Linked DNA regions of Mus musculus: all the other regions are linked to region 1. Evidence: chromatin contacts called from public HiChIP or PLAC-seq data. All regions are on one chromosome and are shown on one strand. The core of a region is the stretch at or near the end of the contact, and the rest is flanking DNA. Distances in the headings are between cores, read along the strand shown.

What was found. HiChIP or PLAC-seq counts read pairs in DNA pulled down with a chosen protein or histone mark.
Region 2: an H3K27ac HiChIP or PLAC-seq map of embryonic stem cells shows a contact between it and region 1, with 15 read pairs. The contact joins the enhancer-like site here to the promoter of Acvr1 in region 1. A contact is called at or near these places in 2 of 39 promoter capture datasets (epiblast stem cells and hippocampal neurons), 9 of 484 Hi-C or Micro-C datasets (embryonic stem cells, forebrain, nephron progenitors and 1 more), 9 of 115 datasets of contacts at active chromatin or transcription factors (embryonic stem cells, epiblast stem cells and neural progenitor cells) and 2 of 9 other capture datasets (adipose tissue and liver).
Region 3: an H3K4me3 HiChIP or PLAC-seq map of embryonic stem cells shows a contact between it and region 1, with 5 times the contacts expected there. The contact joins the enhancer-like site here to the promoter of Acvr1 in region 1. A contact is called at or near these places in 1 of 39 promoter capture datasets (hippocampal neurons), 2 of 484 Hi-C or Micro-C datasets (cerebral cortex and nephron progenitors), 8 of 115 datasets of contacts at active chromatin or transcription factors (the SCID.adh cell line, embryonic stem cells, heart atrium and 2 more) and 1 of 9 other capture datasets (liver).

Annotation. Positions count from the first base shown.
Region 1 is chr2:58,564,569-58,569,111 of GRCm38.p6, forward strand. It overlaps Acvr1 (activin A receptor, type 1), which reads right to left and starts at 2,260. Exons shown (of 12, transcript NM_007394.3): 1 at 2,219-2,260. It also overlaps a transcript of Upp2 not described here.
Region 2 is chr2:58,623,722-58,628,264 of GRCm38.p6, forward strand. It overlaps a transcript of Upp2 not described here. Among named protein-coding and RNA genes, the nearest start is that of Acvr1, 59 kb to the left of the region's middle. Within about 2 kb of position 2,735, at least 21 of the 459 cell types and tissues checked have an H3K27ac peak or open chromatin away from gene starts, as enhancers often do. A contact at or near this core is called in embryonic stem cells, epiblast stem cells and neural progenitor cells, where this site is marked.
Region 3 is chr2:58,602,280-58,606,822 of GRCm38.p6, forward strand. It overlaps a transcript of Upp2 not described here. Among named protein-coding and RNA genes, the nearest start is that of Acvr1, 38 kb to the left of the region's middle. Within about 2 kb of position 2,757, at least 2 of the 459 cell types and tissues checked have an H3K27ac peak or open chromatin away from gene starts, as enhancers often do. A contact at or near this core is called in embryonic stem cells, where this site is marked.

The sequences.
Region 1 (4,543 bases), core at 1,010-3,509:
GATCATTTTTCAAATCCATCTCTGTCTGGTGTCTCCCTCTGCTCTGCAGACTACTCCATCCAACCTTAAGAAACACCCAGCTGCCTATCATTATCAACACAGTCCGATCTTGGGAAGACAAGAAGCTTGGGGAAGATGGCCCCTGTTTCCAACTCAGTCACTGTCGCCCGTTGCATGAATGCAGGAAGAAAACTTGGTAAACTATCAATCTGGAGGGGAGGGCACTCATTACAATGCTATTAATCAAATTAAGTTCCTCCTCGCTCCTGAAACGCATTACACTCCTGAATGTGGCATCTTAACTCTGCATCCTTAATATTCTCTGTAATTACTTAGCAATTACAAGAAATTTATTCAGATTCAAGTGATCACTCTAGTCCAACATGCAGAAGTTGTAAGACTATTATCTCAATCAAGTTCGCTCTAAAACCACTCTCTGCTTGGAGCAGACCTCAGCCACACAGTTGAAGAGAGACCATGAGTCCAGCCCGTGCCCACGCTGGCCCTTGCTCTTTGCCGGCTAAAGCCAAGGTCTATCTCAACATCACTCATCACCTTTGAGGACTCCCATGTACAGTGGCAGCAGAGATGCTGCGTCCCATTACAAAGTGACAGCCACCCAAGGCACACGCTGCTCAGCTTCAGAACACTTCCATCCATTTGTCAACCCCAGGACAGAAAACAAAAGTAACCAAATCACAAAGGGAGGGAGCTGAGCTTAGAACGGTAATCCAGATCCTATGCAGACTTAAAATAACCTTGTGACTGCACTGTCCCCGAGAGTGGCATGGGTGAGGCCTGGGATTCATACTTAAGCAGTGTGCCAACTGTAGAGCTGCATGGCAAGGCACTGTCTGAGGTCAGCACAAGTCTAGTGTCTGCCGCCTGCCCGAGCCTGGGCCCCCGGCCAGCAACCCACCTCCAGAGACTAGTGCCAGGACATACTATAGTGTTTCCATTTAAGGCCTGCCACTTGGATGAGCCCATCTCTGAAGTTTCTTAACACCACCTTTCCAGGAAGAATTTTTTGGGGAAAAGGGAGGTGGTGTCTATTTTTTGCCACCGCCTTCCCTTGGGCTGTCAGAGCAGTCTGCCTCTCAAGAACTGGATCCTTTAAAATCACTGCGTTATGTTTCTATTTGAGGGATTTTTTTCAGAAATTATATATCTATGCAAACAAAAAACATATATATGTGTATGTATATATATATATATGCAATCGCATTAAACATGTATGGGACCAGAGACGTTTCCCATCATCTCACACCAATCGCACAAACCGCAAAGAAGAAAAGCCAATAAAGAGAGCAAATCCAATGCATTACCGTCCGTCTCTCTCCAAACACCAAATTAATGGCAACTTTTTAACCAACACACTTTTCTTCTGCAACAAAAATGGGTGTTTTCTTGCCCAAGTACCTTCCTCCATAGCTCCTCTGCCGTGCAAGGTACGTTCAGATCTCCAGGGGAAGAGGGAGGTAGGGAAGGGTGGGAGACGTAACTGGCACAAACTGGACAGAGCCAAGCCAGTCTCTGAACCAGACAGAAGTCCATGCACGTAGTGAACCCACAGGCCCACAATTCTCCCCAGCGCGCCCAAGGTTCTAGCCTCACTGTTTTGGTTAGTGTCGAAGGAAGGGTTTTAAACTTGGCAAAGTACTATGCAACATCTGTAACCACATCTGCCTTCTGGGGATCGGAAGATGAATCCCACATTCCTGGCTTTGAAGCTTTTTGAAACTGCAGCTAGGAAGGACAGAGGGAGGGAGGGAGTTGAACAGAGTTTATTGGCTGTCTCTCCAGCAGAAAATTCCTCTTGGAAGAGATGGATATTTTGTGGGTGGGGGTGACTGGCCAATCTCTTTAGTCTGCCAAGCTCAGCTTAGAAGGTGAGCCCGGGGCCGTGAGGCCAGATCGATTTATAAGTCCGAGGCGCACACCCTGCAGGAGTTCATCCAACGCACACCCGAACCCCCTACTCCAAGCCTCTGTCCACCCCGGATCCCACCGGCAGCCAAGGCCCTAAGCAAGTCGGTTTCGTTCCGCCGCGGCTTCCCCCCACGTCGAGAGGGCACGCAGCTTGCCGGAGAAAGAATGAAAGCGAGGGGGAGGCACCGAGACGCCCACCCTCCACCTCCGATCCCGGTCTCGCCTCCAGCTAAGCTCCCTCCTCCCTCGGTCCCCAGCTCCGGCGGCGTGGCCGGCGACCTGCTCTCACCTCTGGTCCAGCGGCGGTCGGGTGCTGAACCCGGGGAGGCGGAGAGCTCGAGGCGACCGGGAGCTGCAAGGCGGCGCGGGAGGGCGCGGGGCGGGGCGGGGCGCTGCAGCCGGCGTGGAGCCCGGAACTCCGCGGGCCGCGGGCGGGTGGCCCGGGCGGCGGCGGCGGAGTGCAGCGCGGCGCGGCACGGCGCGGCGCGGGGCGGGAGGCTGGCGGCCACGGGGCCGGGGCGCAGGCTGGCGGCAGGCACCGGGCTGGAGCCGGGGAGACGGCTGTCGCGGGGCGGGAGGCGGAGGGCGGGGAGGAGGGCGGAGGAAACTTGCGGCGGCGCGGGGCTCGGCTGGGGGCGGCGGGGAGCCGGCGGCGGCAAAGTTCCCCCAGCGCTTGGGGGCGGCGGCGGCGGCGGCGGCGACCGGGAGCTGGAGCGGGAGGAGCGGGAGGAGGAGGAGGAGGAAGTGGCTGCGGAGCGCTCGGCCAATGAGTGTCTGGAGCTGTGATTAACCAGGCAGCAACACATCATTTCCTCCCGGCGCGGATCCAGGGAGCCGGGAGGGAGAGGGCCGGCGGCGGGGCGGGGCGCTCCTCGCGCCCCCTGCAGGCGCCCGGCCCCAGGGATTCCGCCCGCCTAGCCATGCTCGCCCGCCGCCCCCGACCCCCGACCCTTCGGGCCGCCCGGGCTGTGGGCTGCTGCGAGCCGGGCTGGCGGGACGCGGGGGAGGCGCGCGGCACGGGGAGCGGCCAGGTAGGCGCGGGCGGGGCCGTCTGGACAGCTCCCGGGGCGCGGGGCGGGCGGACAGCAGGCAGCCGAGCCGGGAACTGCGGGGGCTCCTGCACTCATCTCCAGCCCTGCGTGTCAGGCACAGGGGTGGATACTCAATGCTCCGCCTCAGCCAGGCCATCGTTGCCTTGTCTTCTGATCCCCTTCCACTATGCTCATTTCCTCGCAGGGTCTAGGGTTATGCAAGCGTTTGCCATTTTCGCAGTCGGCTTCCTTGGTAATAAAAATAAGCAAGTCTGGGGGGTGGGGGGGGGGGGGGCTTCTGCAAAAATCCCGCCCTGTCCTAGGCGCCACGGGAGCTTACAGTAGGAAGGAAGGAACATTCTCCGCCGCAGAGAGGCTGACAACTTTGGTCCTTAGAAACACAAAAACACCCCAGTGTGCTAATATTATCTGGAGCATCAAAAAAGGCATGCAAGGATCAAATTTTGCATGGTGCCCGCTTAGTGTTTGGAAGCAGCAAGCCATTTTCTCTGCCCTCTAGAAGCTTATAATGCACAGTCCTATCACAAAGCAAGAGTAAAATCATGACACCAATAAATGGGGAAAACATAAAGTATTTTTTATCCCTACAGGTCCTTTCATGTAGAGGGCATTTATTGGGTCGCTGGCTGCAACACTGCAGAAGGTTGCAAAGGAAGTGGAAGATCGGGCCTTTGCAAAAGCTGCAAACAAGCTAGCTTTACAGGCGTGTGTGTACAAGGAACAGCTAGAAAAGAGCCTTCAGGTGTTGTGTAAGCAAAAAGGCAGAGAAGGTTTTTGGTTCTTTTGTGTTTGGATCGTTCATTAGAGGGTCCTTGTAGTTATGTTTGGTGGCGATCAGGCGAGGAAAGTTCAGGTCAGATCAAGGCAAGATCACCAATCTGTAATCCCTGCTGGCTGAAACAATACAACAGAGCCCTCGGTAACACTTGCTTCAACTGTCAGCCCTTGAGGCTCACTGGTTTGACCTTGGGCACACTTTGAACCTAAGAGAGGGAAATGGGAGCCAGAGTGGCTGTGCAGCTATATTGCAGCTACCTCTTCGTGCTGCTGTGTGCTTTTAATCTTCCAAATGTTTACAGTCCCTTCCATGAGGGCAGGCACCAGGCTCGGCTGTGTTCATCCTGTATCAGCATGCCTAACAGTGGTGTATGTGTGTATGTTTAATAAAGACTTCCTAAAAGGTAGCTAGGTGGATTGAGGAAGCTTGACCTGCTTTGGGCTGCTACTGCCATAGATGTTCTCTTACTGTGGCTGACTCACTGCAAGAGCTAACAACCCCCTGTGACTACTCAGTGTTCCAAGGGACTCTGTGGAAGCACTGTGGATAGTGTTTGTGGCCTTGTATTCTACTTTGTGTGTGTGTGTGTGTGTGTGTGTGTGTGTGTGTGTGTGTGTGTGTAAAATAAGAGGACAGACTAGGATACTGCTTTTTACACAAGCCCTGTACACCCAGGGTTTAGCCCTCAAGGCTTAGGCACCTGATTCCAGGATTTCTCAACCTTGGCACTATTGGTACTTTGAGCTGGATAATTGGTTTTGCCGTTTTACATGTTGAAATACAT
Region 2 (4,543 bases), core at 1,485-3,984, 60 kb after region 1:
CCCATGTTCTAGTGTCCATGACACAAAAAAGTACTCTGTGTGGGCCACCAAAAGAGAAACGCAAACAACCAGCCCAACCATAAAACCTTTGACTTACAATCTGTTCGGCCTACAATATATGCCAGGGCAATGGTGGCATGAAGCTTGTGGGAGTGACCAACTGATGTCTGATTTGATTTAAGGCCCACTTCATGAAAAGACATCCATACCTGGCACTGTTTGGGTGACCAAGAACCGGAGTCTAGCTAGCTTAGAGACCTAGGATAAATTCAAATACTATTGATCTAAAAAAAAAAAAAAAGTAACGATTATATGACATCTAATGCTATTGTTTTTTTTTTTTTTAAGATTTATTTATTTATTATACGTAAGTACACTGTAGCTATCTTCAGACATACCAGAAGAGGGAGTCAGATCTCATTACGGATGGTTGTGAGCCACCATGTGGTTGCTGGGATTTGAACTCAGGACCTTTGGAAGAGCAGTCAGGTGCTCTTACCTGCTGAGCCATCTCACCAGCCCGCTATTGTTATACTCATAAATCAGTGCCTTGTTCTGCCATTGTCAGAGAGGCGTCTTCCTGCAGCGATAAGAACAAATACAGAGACTCACAGCAAGGCATTCTGTACTGAAAGATCTTGAAACAGGAGGCAGAAGTTAGGGAGACAGAAGATACCGGGAGAACAGGTCTGCGACCAGTCCTATGCATATGGATACAATTTCAGTTTAGTACTTTTATGGGACTCCTGAAGGTGGATAAACAAGTCAGTCTCTGGTTCTTATGCCTTCTCTTGGGGCTCTTTGAGTCTCCTGTTGAGCTTGCTTTGCTTAACTTTGATGTGATGGCTTTGTTTTTTTTTTTATCTCCTAGAAACCTTTTCTTTTCTAATGAGACACAGAGAGAAGATCCAAATGGGAGAAGAGGTGAGGGGCAACTGGGAGAAACAGAGGATGGGGAAACTGTATTGATTGTATTGTATGAGAAAAAAAATCTATGTTTAATAAAAGGGGGGAAATGGAAGGGTGTAAATCAAGGGGAAAACCCCCAAGAAAAATAAAACAGAAACCTTTAAGCTTGTCTTAAAATACTGATGTAAGCAGCCACTTACAGTTCCTTCCTTCCTTCCTTCCTTCCTTCCTTCCTTCCTTCCTTCCTTCCTTCCTTCCTTCCTTCCTTCCTTCCTAATGAAAGGAAATAAAACTTGAGACCTGTGATTCATGTAATGTATGTCAAATAGCCCAAAGAGTTGTTTGTGAGCTTTGAAACCTGGGGCTGAGAACATAGCAGAACAGACCAGGACATGCCAGGGCAGGCCCATCGCCTCCCTATCTCCCACCCCTCTGACCTAAGTTAAATGTTAACAGGCTGCTGATGTTTAAATGGACCAATCATGTGAAACCTCGCCAATTCCTCCCCCAGCCCCACTCCTTTTGTATAAAAACCCCTAGCTTCCAAGCCTCGTGGTCGATTCCACTGTCTCCTGTGTGAGATACGTTTCGACCCGGAGCTCCACCATTAAAATACCTCATGTTGTTACATTAAGGTGTTGTGTTCTATTCATGATTCTTGGGTGCACGACGAATCGGGAGTTGAGTGGGGGTTTCCCCACTAGGTTCTTTCACTTCCTTCCTTTTCTTTTCTTTTTCAACGGTTTTGCTTTTTTCCCCAGGCTGACCTTGAACTCGTAACAGATCATTCGCCTCCAGATGGAGTAGCTGGCATTACACTTGCATTCTCCAGTACCCATGCGGAACTCTTTTTTAAATTTCCAAGTAATAATAAACATTCCAGAAGGATGGCAGAAGCATCTGCAAGAAGTGCAGAACAGCAAAAGTAGTGTTAGACTCCGGGGAGCCTAAGCTTACCGGGGACCCCCTGAGTGAACCATGTGGAGCCGGGATCAAGCAAGAGGAATTTATTGTTCCAGCGCACTGGGGTCATCCCAGACAGGAAGGAGTGGCAGCTACTCCCCCCACCCCCTACCCCAACCCCTGTGTCAGTTAAGCGAGTTTTTATATGGTTATACGGTTTCCAGAGGCAGAAAAGAGCATCAGCAACTAGGCACAATATGATTGGTGGAACAGTGCACCATTTAAACTGATTGATCTTTAGAGAATGAGGTGACAAGGACTTCCCTGGTTTGAAGTTGGGCAACAGTCTGTCCTCCAGAATGTGTCCCCACCCTCAGGTTGGTTCCCACCTATGGGCTGAGAAATGTTAATTAGCCTTTCCCTTCTGGAGGAGTGTTTCATGACCTTCCCAAAGTCCCTGAGCTGACCTTTTCAGTAGCCACTAAAGGGAACTAACCCAGAGCTGCTCTGTTAACTCCTAGGACAGATGTGCACATCTGTCTCTCTCTCTTTCTCTCTTTCTGTGTGTGTGTGTTAAATACCCCATTTTATAAATTATCCTCTAGGATTCACCAGTCTTCCCCATGTAGCCAATGCCAAAATCCCAGAGTCCATGTCCAGGTTTAGGACCATGACATTTGCTATATCCAACTCTGTTTCACTTGGGGGTTCCCCCCCAAATTTGGCTAATCTGGGGGAGACGCTTGTCAGGCAGTGCTGACTTACTGGCTCTGGCTTTCTATCCGTTGAAAAGTGACCCCTTAGCCTGTAAGAGATGGGTTGCAAAAAGGAAAGGAGAATGGATGGCTTCCAAGACTGCCGCAACTCTCTGATTAAGCTGACCGGAGGAGCAAAGCCCTTTTTAGCATTTGAAAGGGAAGGCAATTGTATCAAGTAGCCTCACTCCACCGCCTCCAGACTTTTCTTGCCCAGAAAACAAAGAGCGGCAAAGTAAAAAACACTTCATATTCTTATTCACTAAGGGCTAACAAAAACCTCCCAGGAAAAAAGTAAAAAGAGTCCTTCCAGGGGACAGTTTGGGAGTATATTGTTCGAAAGGGCACTGGCTTGGGGACAGAATGTTTACTGTCACCCAGGGAGGGTGGGCATGTACAAAGGTTACAGCTGTCAGAACTGGGCAATTCTGTCCCGATTCACTTGCTGGTGGCCACATTATACTTGGTATTCAGCTCTGCAATGTTTTTAGATTCTTGGTTTCAGTTGAACTTGAACTCTGAGCCAGGATAACATTCATAGTCATTAAATCAGCGGGTACTGACTGAACGCTACTGTGTATCCGTCACTGTGTTAGGTGCGGGAGGAGGTAACAGCCCAGCCCAGATGTAGCATCTGAACCCTTTGAATCAATAGATAAGACTGATATTGAATAAGGAGATATATGTTATTATTGAAAGACAGCTGTGAGAAACATTAGGAGGTGCACAGTGTTCTCTATTTGAAAAAGCTTACTGAGAGAGTGTCTGATCTCATTCCCTAATTCTTCACAGGAAGAAGAAAGAAACACGCAGAAAGGCCCTGGGGAAAACGTAGCCTGGCTTAGGAATTAGAAGGTGCCTACCAAGGCTAGGGAGGACAGAATGGGTTTGAGCCCGGCAGCTGGAGAAGGTATGAATTGCCTTCTGTAAACCTTTGCTTCTGGGGCCTTTAATGGGAAAAGTCATTTTAGAGGTTTATAACCTAAAGAATTTCAGGGCCAGAGAGATAGAGAATGACTCAAGGGGTAAATGTTCTGCCTCCAATCCTGCGGACTGGAATTAAATCCCCAAACCCCTCATGATAGGAGAGAGTCAACTGGCATACCTTGTGCTCACGCGTTCTCTCTCTCTCTCCATCTCTCTGTCTCCCTCCTCTCTCCATCTCTCTCCCCGTCTCTCAGTCTTTCTCTGTCTCTCTCTGACTCTCCGTCTCTGTCTCTGTCTCTGTCTCTGTCTCTGTCTCTCTCTCTCTCTCTCTCTCTCTCTCTCTCTCTCTCACACACACACACACACACACACACACACACACACACAGTTATTTAGAGGAAAAGTGTTTATGGGCTGGTCCTTTGAGATGATGCTCACACACGGGCCTGATGACTTGAAGTTAATTAAGCCCTGCATCCAACAGATCCCAGCAAGTTGTCCTCTGAAGTGCAAGGGACAGATCCAGGGGAACCAGTTGATTAAGCTCTGTCAAAAGTCAAAGCCAGAAGTTCTCAAATTCTATGAATTGCTGGGGACATTAATGCAGATTCTGTGTAGATATAGCCTCAGATGTCTTAGATATAGCCTCAGATTCTGCTTTTGAGCACACTCCCAGGTGTTCATAGGGGAGGCCGCAGGCACACACTCCACTAACAGGTCTTGATTAGGCTGTAATGGAGCTGTAGAACAGCAGACACAGTCAAGGGCTATTCTATGGGAAGAGGATGAAAGCATTAATATCCTTTGCAGGTCTCTGCCTTGGGCAACTAGGTGGAAAGCATAGATATCCAGCAGTTTAGCTGCTGGCCTGCTCTGGGAAGCCTCCTCCTCCCCCTCGCCCTCCCATCCCCTGCCTTTCACCCCCCACCCCTTACTCCTCCTCCTCCACCACCACCACCTCCTATGGGCTAGTGAAATGGGGAAGGCTTCTAAGTCAGAAGCTCCTGGCAGCCGGTTCCCCTGCTGCTAATGTATTTGCAACTGTATAC
Region 3 (4,543 bases), core at 1,507-4,006, 38 kb after region 1:
ATGGCAGATGTAGAATAGGTGTCAATTCAAAGCCATAAAGAACTCATGTTCTAAGCTAGACATGGTGGCAAACACCTTTAATTCCAGCAGAGGCAGGTGGATTTCTTTGGGTTTGAAGCCAACCTGGTTGGTGTACAGAGCTAATTCCTAGACTGCCAGGGCTACACAGCAAAACTCTGTCTCAAAAACCAAACCAAAACGAAAAATAACCCATGTTCTAGAAAGTGGAACGCGCTAGGAATAGGCCCAGAGCTACCCATGTCAGAAGATGCTGGAAAGAGGGGCCTTTTGTTGTAACAGAAAGAGCAACCTGTCCTTCCGCAGGCCTTTCTGTCATGTTTTCATTTCTGGATGAAGTGGTAGAAAATACATGGTTTCATTCACTTAACCTTCCCTCTTCGGGCAACTTAACAAGACACCTACGGGCTGATCTCATTTTTTGATGCTACCCATTCCTACATCTTCACCGCCCAACACACCAGTTACTGCTTTCAGTATGCTGTCCAAGAGGCCACTTCCTGCCTCCTCTGTTATCACTTGCTGCACGCTGCCACATCCACTGTGAAATCTTCCATCCCTCCGTAGGAGCAGAGCATCTTCTCAGACAAGCCTTCACTTCCTTCACGTCCGGTATGCTCATTTCTCTGGCTCCAGTGTTGTGCTCCTTCAAGACAAGGATGGGTGTTATTGAACGTTTCATCAGAGCCCTGCAAAGAGGTTGGGATAGCCTTTAAGAGGCTGTTTAGTAGAGAAAGTGAGATGAGTTGGCAGGGCAGGGGGTGGAGGTCAGACGTAGACCATCCTTTTCTTACTTGGCATCCTCTTTTACTCTCTCCACTTTCAAACTACCTGCTAAACCTGGGCAGGTTTCAGTTACATGCAAAGGAGCAAGGACAGACAGACAGTAGGAAAACACACACACACACACACACACACACACACACACACACACACACACACAAGTGAATGCTGTTGTGCTTTACCCAGTGTTTGATGGGAAGTAACACATCTAACATTCAAAGACTTGAGATGCATAGGAAGCAGAGGGGAGGGGTGACCCAAGCTAAGCTCCTGGTGCATGTCCTTCCCCATCATCTATGATCCTCCTCTTCCTCTTCCTCCTCTTCTTTTGTGTGTTCGTGTTTGTGTGTGTGTGTGCGTGTGTCCTGCCTTGATCTTGGAGTTTCCTGAACTGTTGTCAGTAGCTGGCTATTTCCTGTGTGTGGAGCCCTGAATCCTGCTCTGAATACAAGTATAGTAGGTCCCACTAATTAATTAAATTGTACTTCATAGACTTGGAGTCAGGTCTCTTGAATACAAGATGCAAATTTATGCAACATATGCAAATCACTCATGTTCTCAAATTCCATGAACAAAATCTGGTAGCCTTGAGATAAAGAAGCCCCTGCCAAGCATCGTCTCTCCTAATTATTGCTTAATTTTCCCCCTTTAACATGGAACTAACACTTTCAGGCTTGGCAGAAACTGGAAAAAACACAGCAAAGCTGGTTACTACACAGGAAGTTCCTTAAGGCCAAAGACCCTGCAATCTATTTATTTTATGTTCCCCAGAAGCTCCTCAAGTGCTACGAGAACACATAGTCTTGCACGGGGTACTCCACCAGGCTCGGCTACAAAATAATCAAGTATTCAGATAAACAAAAGTAGAAAGCCTGAAAGCTTTTCAAGGCATGGCATTGAAGACCAGGATGCACTACCCATACCTATTTCATTATTGCTTGAAAATGATTTCGTGTTGAATAAAAAAAAATTCAAATCACTCTTCAGTCAGGCAAGCCATGTCTCAAATGTCTAATAGCTACACATGGCTAGCAATGTCTTTATTAGGTGTCGAGACAGACAAAGGTTTCCATGATAATGGCAGGCCTATTGGGCCCCACTGATCTGGTCTCTTGCTCCTCAAGGACTGAACTTTACACAAGATACGGTTTAAGAGCACTCAGGAAACACAGAATCATAACCCTAGTCTAGATCCTTTGAGTGCAGACCCAAACACAAGTTCTCCTGTATATCGGTGAGAGACATTGTCTACATCTAGAATAGAACCAATGGTTCTCAAATGTTAGCATCCATTGAGCCTTTCAGAAATGCATGTTTTGTTCTGTTTTGTTTTGTGGTAAAACAGGATCTCCTGTAGTCCAGCCAATGATGACCTTGAACTTTGATCCATATGACTCCATCTCCCACATACTGGCAAGGTCAAGTTGTCTAAGGGGGTGGGGAGAAACTTCAATTAAGAAAATGCCTCCATAAGATCTAGCTATAGGTAGGCTTGTAGAGAATTTTCTTAATTAGTGATTGATGGGCCCAACCCATTGTGGGTGGTACTGAGACCCTGAATTAACATAAAAAATAAAAAGAGTGGATCAGTAGTGGATCCCTTACCTAGCATGCACAAGGTCCAAGGTTCAATTCCTAGTATCACAAACAGAAAGCCACAACTATCTATATGAGTGGAATTTTGTTGTTGGTTGTAATGGGTGTTACTGTTGTTGTTTTATTGGCAGGGTCTCCCAATGTAGCCAAAGATAACCTTAAACTCATGACCCACCTGCTTCAACCTCCAAAGCGTCTGCATATTCCACCACACTCTCAGCTTAAAATCAGGCTCATTGAAATGCTAAAGTTGTATTTTATGATGGAGATGCCTGTTCAATTTCCCGAGTGTGTGCGATCCCTTTCTCTGTTTTGTTGTGGATGAGGTAGGATCTCACCATCTTGCTGAGGCTGGATTCAAGCTCCTGGGATTGGGCAGTCATCTGCTTCAGTCTTTCCAGTAGCTGAGACTGCAGGCCTGGACTGTCATACTCAGCCAGAATTACATTTGAAAGCCAGCCTAGCCTTTCAAAGGCAGGGTATTCTTGTTGAAGTTTTTAATGATGATAGCTTTGTCTATCCCCTGGTACAGCTCAATTAGATATAGACACAGGAACCCAACAGAGGAAAACCTGTCAGATCTGTTTTCAGTAAACCTAGGCTGAAGAGTACTATGGACCTTGACCACAATAAACTTTCCTATTGTCCCCGGCCTAACCGAACATGTGTGGTGTGCTTACAAATGGACAAACAAGACAACTGACTCTTCACCACTGGGCAAGGTTTGAGGGTATGAAATATTTTGTCTGTTGCTTCAAAAAGAGAGGCACTCCACTGAGAGAGATGAAAAGGAAATGTGGCCAGTGTCTCTTCCCTCCTAGTCACCTACAAAAGAGTGCCTCCTTTCTCTCAGAGTTGTCTCCTCAGCACCCATCCTTACTGTTTCCTTACCTTCAAACACAACCCAATAGGCCTCTACTCTTCCCACTGCCCAAATGCCTCAGAAAGCCAACCGAGTCCTCAACTCCAGGCAATCACAGTAATGACAATGGCCTTCTAAGTGACTGGTTGATCTACTTAGGCTTCAGACAATCCGTGCACTGCATTACTTGGCAAGTCTGAGCTAGCCTGATCAGCCTGCTGTCAACACCGTTGTACCAAGGTCAAAGGGAAGAAGATGGTTTTGCTGGGAATCTCAGGCTGTCCCATAAGCTCCAATCCTCTTTGCTCAGACTCCCAAGTGTTGGGACTACAATCATGTGCCGTGGAAAAAAAATTTTCTAATAAGGAAGATGGGTGTCTCCAGTGTTCATAGACGTTGCTTTCTAACCATAAAGAAACAATACTGAAGAAGAATCTTACCTAGACTCTAGGTTCTAGAGGGAATAAAAATGCAGAGAGTAGAGAGACAGCCTCCTGGCCCCAATTATATTAGGCTAATTGTATTTTCCTCACACTTCACATAAGATCCTAATTTTCCTGTTCTTTGTGTTAATTATGCATGTATTTTTCAAATTCAGATAAAATAACCTTTACCAATAAAACACTCAAATACTATTCCTACTGATTAGGACAAGTTGTTTATGTACCCCAAGATAACTGAACTCAGACCTCAGTCGCTGTGATGATTTGTATATGCTTGGCCCTAGGGAGTGGCACTAGTAGAAGGTATGGCACTGTTGGTGTAGGTACAGCCTTTTGGAGGAGGTGTATCAATGTGGGAGTGGGCTTTAACTCATCCTAGCTGCCTGGAAATCAGTATTCTGCTAACAGCCTTTAGGTGAAGATGTAGAACTCTCAGCTCTATCTGACCATGTCTGCCTGGATGCTGCCATGCTCCCACCTTGATGATAATGGAATGAACCACTTATCCTATAAACCAGCCCCAATTAAATGTTGTCCTTTATAAGACTTGCCTTGGTCATGATGTCTGTTCACAGCAATGAAAACCCTACTAAGATAGTCATCAATAAGATTGTTCTTCCTTTAAATTTTAATATATATTTTGAGACAGGGCATTGCTATGTAGCTCTTGCTTACCTTGAACTCACATCATTCTTTCTGCCTCAACCTCCTAAGTGCTGCCATTGCCAGAACGCTCCACCATGTCCAACCAATATTCTTTCTAAAGTCTGTGCCTTTAACTGGGCAGATTATACCAGCCATTGTCCATTATTAAGTACAGGACCTGGCAGAAAATGCATGC